2 separate regions of the Triticum aestivum genome follow, and region 1 is linked to region 2. A link is a contact called in public Hi-C data. All regions are on one chromosome and are shown on one strand. Each heading gives the region's core, a stretch centred on a gene start, on an enhancer-like site or on the middle of the called end of the contact. The rest is flanking DNA. Distances are from core to core; before and after follow the strand shown. Region 1 holds the start of LOC123169356 (UDP-galactose transporter 1). Region 2 holds the start of LOC123169506 (GDP-mannose transporter GONST1).

Region 1 (4,963 bases), core at 2,339-4,838, 290 kb after region 2:
GTCAGTAATAATGCTCTTGTTCAGAACATATATCTCATAAAAGAAGCAATCTTGTGTACAATGTCTATGATAGGAATTTTCCCTGATAGTGAATTTGTCTGTGATTTCCAGGGCAACCTAAATAAAGGCCAAGAAGCGTCAGAAGAGCATCCTGCTGGAGTAGCAGGTGCTAAAGAGATTAGCTCCTGTATTGCATTAAAAGATGCGATTGCAGCATCTTTGGATGCCAACACAGCAATGTGCAATAATGCTCTCCTTGACATTTTTGTCTCGGAGAAGTTTGCCATGTTGTGTGATTTGCTAGTTGGAACTTTCCATGTGAGTAAGGTTCATGAGGTCATTGATTTGGGGAAAATTGACGCCAACATGAGAAATGGAAACTATGCACGGAACCCGGCTCTGTTCAACGACCACATCCAGCAGGTAGCTATTTCTCATTCATTCATTGGAAAAAGTAGCCGTGTTCTTGATTATTACCATAGTTCAAAAAAGCACTAGGCGTTAATTGTGCGTGTGTTTTGCTATCGCCTTGCGCTTTTATAACCAAGGCTCATGCTTATGCGCAGATTAAGCACAATTCAGTGCTAGGCGTTTTGCTATTGCCTAGAGCCTAGTCGCGCCTTCTTTAACTATGATTATTACTGTGTTTTATGATATCAAATAGAGACACGTCAGCATCACTTCTGCTTGGCAGCGTAGAGCAGGCCTTTTATGCACTGTAGTGTCTCAAATGGTCCCTGTATTTTCACCGTGGCATCTGTGAGCACACGTAAACCAAAATTGTCGAATTATTCTTCTGCATGTGCAGCTCAATGCTGGAGTATTAATCCAAGTGAGGAAGTTTTATTTTCCTCCTTTCCGTTACTAAAATGGACAGATAGCGAAAAACAACTGTAATGTGTTGGGGTAAAATCAACTAATGGTTAGATTTCGTGTAGCTGTGTAGACGTTAGTGTGCCACCTCCTACGCCTCTCAGAAGACATGTGCTGCTCTTCTTATTTTTTGTCTTTTCTCCTTTTCATCTCTTTTTTTGCTTGCTATGAGTATTCCATGAAACATTCAGGCAAATAATACTTTAATATGTATGTATATTTGTGCATGATATAGATATGGGAGAAGTTTGAACAAGTTGGCCGAGAGATGACAAGTCTAGCCAGCAATCTTCCAATCATTTCACGAGCTTCCTATCAGAAGCAAGTAAGTTTGCAGTTTTTACCCATACTTAAGAGACATGTATTTCCGGACAACTGTACCTCAAGCTGCTGTTGATGCTTAACTTGTTGCTATAATTCCTCTTTATGCTGGTGCTGGGCAACACTTATGATATAATCTTTACAGGCTTCTGGAGTTTCTGAAGTAGAGGTTGCTGCTGAGCACAGGATAGAGGTAATCGGTGTGTTTGTGGACAGTTTTCTGGCCACTTTTAAAATGGTTACATCCAGCTAATAATTTTTACTGATTGCATATTTCATTAGGAAACAAGTTTGGGTGGATTCGTCGAGAAAATCCCGAAGGATTCAAATACGACCACGCAGTTCTCCCCATGTGATTCCGGTCATTCTACAATACCAAAGCGATCTGGGACATGTGGACTTGGTCGAACTTGCACTTGCAAACAATGTGGTACCAGTGCAGAAGAAGAAAAAAGCCTTATCTGCGATGGATGCGACACGACATACCACTTTGAATGTGTGAAGCGACTCCATCCTGCTATGAAACAAATCCCGGACAACTGGCACTGTCCTGCCTGCAGCAGCAATAAGGGAAAGGGAAAGGGAAAGGCTGCAGGCACCAAGAAGAATGTTCTTGACAGCCTGCATGGTGATTGTCCTCTGTGTGACAAGCTTGAGGTCATCAAGAAGATAGAACCACCTGAAGTTGCCAGCGGAATCGAGGTAGCCGACGAAAGAGAAGGGAGCTCGGTGCCAAGCGTGGAGGAAGAGAACGAGCCGGACCTGTACACGACCGCCCTGTCGAAGCTGTGCAAGCACTGCGGCACGTGCGAGGACGACGACAAGCAGTTCCTGGTGTGCGGCCACCCTTACTGCCCCTACAAGTTCTACCACATCCGGTGCCTGAGGACGAGCCAGATCGCGCTGGAGAAGCAGAAGAACCTGGAGTGCTGGTACTGCCCGTCGTGCCTCTGCAGGGGCTGCTTCAAGAACAAGGACGACGAGGAGATCACCCTGTGCGACGGCTGCGACGAGGCCTACCATGTGTACTGCATGACGCCCAAGCGCACTTGTGTCCCCAAGGGTCACTGGTACTGCCCGCTGTGCAGCGTGCGGCGGGCGAGGGAGGGGATGCAGAGGTACGAGAAGTCGATCCTGAAGAAACAACAACATATAAGCGCCAAGCGTGCGAGCCAGGCGGACGACGCTTAGCCTAGTTGATGATGCTATTGCTTGGCCAAGAGGGGAGTAATAAGCAGAGCAGCGTTTTGCAAAGATGCTTGGCCAAGCTTTGCTGGGTAAAGGAAAAGGAAGGGACGATGATTATTCTTTGGCCCTCTTTGGAGGGCCATATATTATATATACACTGGCTTGAATAGTTGAATCAGAGCCAGTCAGTTGTGTAGTTGACACTTAGAAAGTCTCGCCTGATGAAACGCTTCTTTTATGTAGGCTGTATTGTTATTATTTGCACGAAACATCACTTGATTTGTTGTGTTTTACTTAGTGCCAGTTGTTCCATTGTAACTCTTGTAAGGAACGAATGATATGACCTTGTCTATCTCTATTCATTGCTGTTGTTTGGTTATAACTTACTGTATTTTTGTGTTATTTTCTCACACTTAACAATCCTAATTTTGCAAACCGAATTTTCTTTTTGCATGGACAAACTTATTTGTTGGGACCTTTTAAGACCATCTACAATGCGACGTGCTTAGAGAGGTGTTTCTGAAGAATGCACCTTTAGGATTATTCTGATAAGTGCCACACGTCAGGTACGAGCACATGACAATTTTGAATGTTTCTTATGACAAGTTTAGTGATGCGAGAATGACAACTTTAGTTGCCAAAGCATGACAACTTTCGTGCTTCAATTTATTTTTGACAGAAACTTGCTGTGTCACTGCAATTTGTCATCCTTAGGCCTTGTACAATGGGAGGTGCTTAGGGAGGTGCTTAGAGAAATAAACCAGACTTTCCTTAAGCACCGGTGCTTATTTGTATAGGGTAGACGCTTAACTAAGCGTCTCTCCTGTATAAATAGGCACCGGTGCTTCAGAAAATCTCGGTTTATTTTTCTAAACACCCCTCTAAGCATCTCCCATTGTACAGGGCCTTACATGACTGAAATTGCCATCGCAAAACATAATGGCCTGAGTGCCACGCACCTAATATGTCACACTTATCATTTTTTGGGATAAAATAAGCATCGGTGCTTAAGAAAAACACAAATTTATAGTTTTGCAAACACCTACTCTGAAGCCCATTGCATTGTACTGCTACTGCATGGTTTGACGGAGATTCGGAGCGGCAAATCCTAGGAGTTAAATTGTTTGCTAATTGCAGTGGCGAATCTCGTTTGCAAGCGTCTGTCATTATCTCGCGTGACACGTGTCCAGGCCAGGATAGGCCGCGTAGAAGCATGACGTGAAGGTAAGGAAAGCAGTAACGCGTTCCATGATGACAGGGAAGAGCCTCTCCTCTGCCTCCTTCACACAAACCGAGCTCTCAACCTAAAACCAGGACGAATCCTCCTTTGGCCTTGGTACCCTCTTCTTTCTCCCATCTCTTGTATGTTTTCTTCTCTTCTCAAGAGATCGACGGCGCCGCCTCAAGTCCTCAGCTTTCCAGAACCTTCTAGAAGAACCGCCGATGCCTTATAGAATGGGTCGTCCAGAGAGGAGTTTTCGATGGATTAATTGATTCCGGAACGCCGGCCGGTTTCGGTTTCTTCCCTGGGCCTTGGCCTTCTTCTTCATCTTCTTCATCTTCTTGCGGAAGAGGCGCGATGGAGGATGGGAAGATGGGGAACGTGGCGACGGTCCGGGCGGTGCTCGCCATCCTCCAATGGTGGGGCTTCAACGTCACCGTCATCATCATCAACAAGTGGATCTTCCAGGTCCCAACTCTTCTCCATCCCCCCTTTTTTATTTACCTTTTATTTCCTCCTCATCCTCATGTGCGCCTCCTCATGTTTTTATGGGTTGATCCGTGCCTTCAGGTGCAGATTAGCTAGTGATTTATCATGCCACGAATGTAAAAACAAAGGAATTATCGGATTAGGTTTCCTTGCCAATGGTAAAAAAAGAACTTTTAGGAGGAGAAACAAAACCTCAAGTCCTTCCTTTTGTTCATGGGTTTGATTGCTAGGTTATTCAGAGTTAAACTAGAGGGTAAACCAACATGCCAGGTTTCAGGCTTCATTCAGAGTTAAACTTTTTTTGTACTGATATGTTTGACAACAAGATGAATCTAAACATATTTCACCTCAAGTGACATATGGATGAATATTCCCCCTGGGCTTCTTCCACCATCTTTGTTTGGGGGCTTATTTTATATTTGCATTCAGTTGTCAACACCATCAAGTAGAGGTCTGAATTCTTGGAGGTCTGAATTCTTGGACTAGAAATATACAACATCCTGCGCTACATTCACATGCCTGAAAGTAAAATGATCGACGAATATCCTCGTTAATAAAGAAATTATCTGCTCCCTGCTCTCGATGATTTTAAGTTTTTCTTCGATGCAGAAACTGGAGTTCAAATTCCCTCTGACCGTGTCGTGTGTCCACTTCATATGCTCTTCTATTGGAGCCTATATCGCAATCAAAGTGCTCAAAGTAAAACCACTGATCGAGGTTGCCCCCGAGGATCGCTGGAAAAGGATATTCCCCATGTCGTTTGTGTTCTGCATAAACATAGTGTTGGGAAATATCAGTCTGCGGTACATCCCGGTCTCTTTCATGCAGACCATAAAATCTTTCACTCCTGCAACAACAGGTTCTCTCATT
Region 2 (5,309 bases), core at 985-3,484:
TATTACAAGTTGAAGAGCAATTTCTTCACAGCTCATTTTGAAAAACTCAACTCAAAATGTTCTGAAAGCCTAGAGACTGACTCAGGTTTATCATTATCTTATCGAACTAATTGACCATGAACACAACAAGAGCAGACGAGCTGCAACAAATATTCATCACAAATTTTAATACCCACCAAATGTCAGCAGAAAAAAACATTTTCTCCCTAAATGAACTTTATGAGCTGTCAAAACTTAAGCATGAACACTGATTAAGGGGGGTGTTCCTTACACATAGTTCTGACATGTGAGAGTGAAACGAAGAAATAAAGTGTGGTTTTCATATTTTATCAACTGAAAGAATATTTAACAATAAAAATAATTAAGTGCTTAAATTCAGTAAAGGAGTCCATATTCTGGTACCAAATTGGATACAAGTACAGACTAACTATATGCACAGAAAATAGCGCTCAGCTAAATAATATGAAGATCTGACACATACCTAAACATGCTTGTGATTAGCATCCCGACAAATATAATGTTCACAGGCAACCAAACTTTGATTAACTTCCATGTTAATGGTTCAGTTGGGATAACACCAGAGAGGGACAGTGCAGAAACTATGGTCACTGATACAATGTTCTGCAGTAAAACGTGATGAAGACACTATCAATGTCACCCAACCATCATAGATACAACGCAGAAGGAAAACACAATTGCATGAGAAGTATACAGTCAGTAATATAAAATTACCTGGTAAATCATCAGGAATATTCCAGCGTTGAAACCATAGCCAGACAGCACAAACTTGTTAACTAAAATCATGCTGCAGGATGCTATGCAGTAAGCAAAACCAGACAGAAGGGACTGATTCTGAATGTTTGGGAGCATGAGTAAGTGTGAAGGCATATCTCTATCTTTTGAGGCCTTAACATCTTCCAGGTCTGTGTCATCAACACAGGAAGTTCCCATCGTAGATCTGGAGAATATATGAGCCAGAAATACAACGGGTTGTGTTAGCTTGCATGATGATTGCTTCCAAGATATCCATTGACGAGAATAAGGTTCAGAAGATGTTTTCAGATTATTTTATTTTTTTAAGACACTACTGATCAAGGGAAGCTTACATGCCTGTTGCCAATGTCTGGTGCTTTTCTCCCAGGAGGGGCGTCGGGATCAACATGAGTGACTAGCGGAGGGTTTCTGCAAGATAATGGAACTCTTCCAATCAACAGTAATCCAATTATTAAATCAATTTTCGCTGCTTATATCTTGTGAAGCATCTTAAATTAAAATCTGAACCCATGGACCAAGCATGTGTATTAAACCAATGGCACTTCAAACGCATCATACTAGAGGATAACTATAAGCATTTGCATTCTCCTAAAGAGTCACCATGCTCCCCTAGTTAAAATAAGGCTAAATTGATCAATTTCGGTGGGGTTTTCCAGTTATAGTTTTTTTTTGCGGGTTATAGTTAGCTTCAGGACTCGTACTGTACCTGCAGCAAAACTCCAGCCAATGGTACTAGTATTGAATATAATTCGACAGGACTGTACTGAGCAGTACATAAGTCGTCAACCTAGTACGCTCTGCAAGTAATTCCTATTTATTTGGAGCTTGGAGGGGCTAAAAGCCAAACTGCAACGAACTGAAATGAGGTTTCGCATGCCTGTACGCTTCAGAAGTAACCTGAAGTTGAGCTAATCAACAGAAATATACAAGGAAGAATCCGATTAACAATTTGGCGCTTCAGGAATCGAATCGCAAGTTCTGGAAACCAAGCGAACCTTTGAGCAGCCCAACCTAAGCACTACGGCTCCTAATCGGAAGCAAGGCACAACTAACCCGGCGTGAAATCTCAACCGCCGTACCCGAAGGGATCATCGGAGCTCAGGTGAGCCAACTGGTGCGGGAGAGGGACGCACGTGGAAGTTGGGAGAACGAGAGAGGCCGACCGGGAGCTCACCTGGAAGCCATGGCGCCGGAGCAGGGTCCCTGGGGAAACCGAGCGGCTCCCTCGTGGCCCACGGAGACGGTGGCGGGACTGTGCCGGCGAGGAGCTCGACGGTGTAGCGCGGCGGAGGAGCTGGAAGCGGCGGCGACTCGGAAAGTAACGGAAGGGAGCTGCTTGGCTTTTAAAATATCCGGCGGAAGAAGGAACGTTCGCAGGCTGACCGGTGGGCCCCCGCCGAGTCAATACAGCTGACACAGCTTGGCTTTGCGCCCCTGCGGCTACTGCTTTTACTCCTCGGCGCGCTGCGGCATCGGCCGTCTCGTCGCTGAGTACCGGGTCCCGCTTGCGCGCTGGTCCATGCTTCAGTGACTGGGAAGGAAGGCAACCGAGCTCGCGGCAGTGGTTGCGCTGTGCTGCGGATGTTGCGTCTGGTATTTGTTTCCCCTTTTATTTTGGGCGTGCAAAGTTTTCGTGGATTGAGCAAAGTGAGGTGGCGTGTTTCGTGCGAGTGTGACCGTCCGTTCATTGCAGAGGAGAGCCAGGAACAGGGCAGAAAAATGGTTTTATGAGGTCACATCTGTTTCTTACAGACGAACAGTGCTTAACGAACGAAAGATTGACAAAGTTTCATTTGGGTCGGCTGAGGAGCAGTGGCGGCGGAAAATATGGGCGTTGAGGAGGGCCGGCTAGAAGAAAGTCTTTTAAAACTGTGTTGTTCATAGGCCAGCACTATAGCGCGTGATCGGCCTAGGCGCCGGATGCCAGTAGCCACGGCCATTGGATTTAGCAAAAGAACGGTTCCCCCGGAGACCTTCCTCCTACTCACGCATCTCCATCTCGCGCAGCTCCCCCTCGTCGCCGCGCTCGCCTTCCACTCGCGCCGCCTGCGCTCGTCCTTGTGCTCGCTAGCAACCCGCCTTCTCCTGTCGCCGGTTGGCTCACAGCTCATAGCATAGAGTTAAACACAGGGTTTAGGGTTTTGCGTGGGTGGTTGACATCCAGCCTCACGTCTTAATATATAGACGATCACAATTACAATTACATACGTATACGAATACGTGTATAAGGACAATATACTAGACCCTACTTTACATGCCCCCTCAATCTGAACTACATACAAGATTTAGATTGGTTCTAAAACGGTCTAGCATCTGTCTAGTAGCGGGTTTAGTAAATACATCCGCTAACTGATCATCTGTAGAAATAAACCTGACTTCCAGTTCACAAGCAGCTACTCGTTCTCTCACAAAATGGAAATCAATCTCAATGTGTTTGGTCCGAGCATGAAACACTGGATTCGCCGTCAGGTAAGTTGCCCCTAAGTTATCACACCATAATATAGGAGTGCGCTGCCGTGGGACTCCAAGTTCTGTGAGAACTGAGTCTATCCAAATGGCTTCAGCCGCGCCATTGGCCAATGCCTTATATTCTGCCTCGGTGCTTGATCTCGAGACTGTGGGTTGCTTCTTCGAGCTCCAAGATACAAGGTTAGGTCCAACAAATATAGCAAAACCACCAGTGGAGCGCCTATCATCAACACAGCCTGCCCAGTCTGCATCGGTAAATATACTCACTCCGGTAAATCTGGACTTACGAATCCGTGGTCCCATGTCTAGCGTACCTTTGACATATCTCAGAATACGCTTGACTGCTTCCCAATGATCCTCCGTTGGCTGAGACAGGAACTGACACACTTTGTTCACTGCGAAGGAGATATCAGGACGAGTGAGGGTCAAATACTGAAGTGCTCCAACCACACTGCGATACCGAAAGGAGTCAGCTCTACCCAGTAGTGCACCACTATGACGTGAGAGACTCTCGGAAGTAGCAACCGGAGTGGAAGTGGCCTTGCAGTTCTCCATGTTAACGCGATGAAGAAGATCCAAAGCATACTTTTTCTGCGTCAAGGTCATGCCCCCTGAATGAAAGGACGCTTCCAAACCAAGAAAGTACTTGAGGCGACCCAAACCTTTGATGGGAAAGCTAGCAGACAATGACTGCACAAGACGATCCACCACGGCGGGGGTAGAGCCAGCAATCACAATATCATCAACGTACACCAGCATGTATATCTGTATTTTACCCTGGGAGAAGATGAAGAGAGATGCATCTGATCTGGAGGCAACAAAACCGAGCAGCGAAAGGCGCTGACTCAAACAAGCATATCAGGCACGAGGCGACTGCTTGAGACCATAAATAGACCGCTGAAGTTTGCAGACATGAGAGGGATAAGTGGCATCCTCGAACCCAGGTGGCTGCTGCATGTACACATCTTTGGCCAAGAACCCATGTAGAAAGGCATTGCTCACATCAATCTGTCAGAGGCTCCAACCACGAGACACAGCAAGAGACAGAACCAAGCGAACCATGGCAGGCTTCACCACCGGGCTAAACGTATCTCCGTAGTCAATCCCATGCCGTTGAGTGAAACCGCGAGCAACAAGACGAGCTTTGTGCTTATCAACAGACCCATCCGGACGATGCTTGGTTTTGAAAATCCACTTGCAGCTCACAATATTAACACCAGGTGGCCGAGGCACCAACACCCAGGTGTTAGTGTGACGGAGAGCAGAAAACTCCTCGGACATGGCGGCACGCCAGACAGGTTCACCCAGAGCATCACGATGGGAAACCGGCGCGGCGAAGAAGGCACGGCGGCGAGAGTCATACCGAACCGTGCCATCAGTGTAAGACTTCTCCTTGCGCGTATGATCACGATGGCGTGTAACCATAGCATGCGCCAGAGCGGCATCGCCGGTAGGAGAAGGCGACGGCGACGAGGGCTCGGCCGAGGGTGTCGCGGCTGAGGGAACCTCAGCAAGGGGCGACACGGGCCGAGAGACGATGGTGTCCGACCCAGGCGAGGATGGCGGCCCGGGCGACGGACCGGGCGAGGGTGGCGACCCAGCCGTGCCGGGCGAGGGTGGCGCCCCAGCCGCGTCCGCGGTCGCGCCTGCCTCGGGGGGCGGGACATGTACGTCGGGCGCATCAGGAGGCGTCGGAGCAGCAACATGTACCTGGGGGGGACTCAAAGCAATATCACCTGCAAAAGACAAGTTAGGTGACAAATAGGACAGGTCATATTTACGCACATGGACATCCGGAACCGGTTCATCGGAGGGAAATGTGAGTGCATGTTCAAGAGAAGCAGGATCAACCGAAGCGCCAGGTTGAGAGTAAGGGAACACAGTCTCGTCGAAAACAACATCACGAGAGATGTATATCCGACCAGAGGTACGGTCAAGACACTTATAGCCCTTATGCAAAGGACTATAGCCAAGGAAAACACACATCTTGGACCGAAACTCAAGCTTGTGAGCATTGTACTTGCGGAGACTAGGCCAGCAAGCACACCCAAAAATCCGAAGGGAGG

The links. Hi-C and Micro-C count contacts between places; a contact is called where the count stands out from the background.
Region 1: a contact with region 2 is called in a Hi-C map of leaf, with 6 times the contacts expected there. The contact joins the promoter of LOC123169356 here to the promoter of LOC123169506 in region 2. A contact is called at or near these places in 1 of 5 Hi-C or Micro-C datasets (leaf) and 1 of 1 datasets of contacts at active chromatin or transcription factors (leaf).

The regions. Positions count from the first base shown.
Region 1 is chr7D:413,371,350-413,376,312 of IWGSC CS RefSeq v2.1, forward strand. It overlaps LOC123169356 (UDP-galactose transporter 1), which reads left to right and starts at 3,589. Exons shown (of 6, transcript XM_044587196.1): 1 at 3,589-3,718; 2 at 3,805-4,072; 3 at 4,703-4,952. The coding sequence starts at 3,962. It overlaps LOC123165669 (PHD finger protein EHD3), which reads left to right. Exons shown (of 6, transcript XM_044583357.1): 3 at 112-423; 4 at 1,109-1,198; 5 at 1,340-1,387; 6 at 1,477-2,761. The coding sequence ends at 2,385.
Region 2 is chr7D:413,084,591-413,089,899 of IWGSC CS RefSeq v2.1, forward strand. It overlaps LOC123169506 (GDP-mannose transporter GONST1), which reads right to left and starts at 2,235. Exons shown (of 12, transcript XR_006484861.1): 1 at 1,949-2,235; 2 at 1,111-1,182; 3 at 733-958; 4 at 482-621.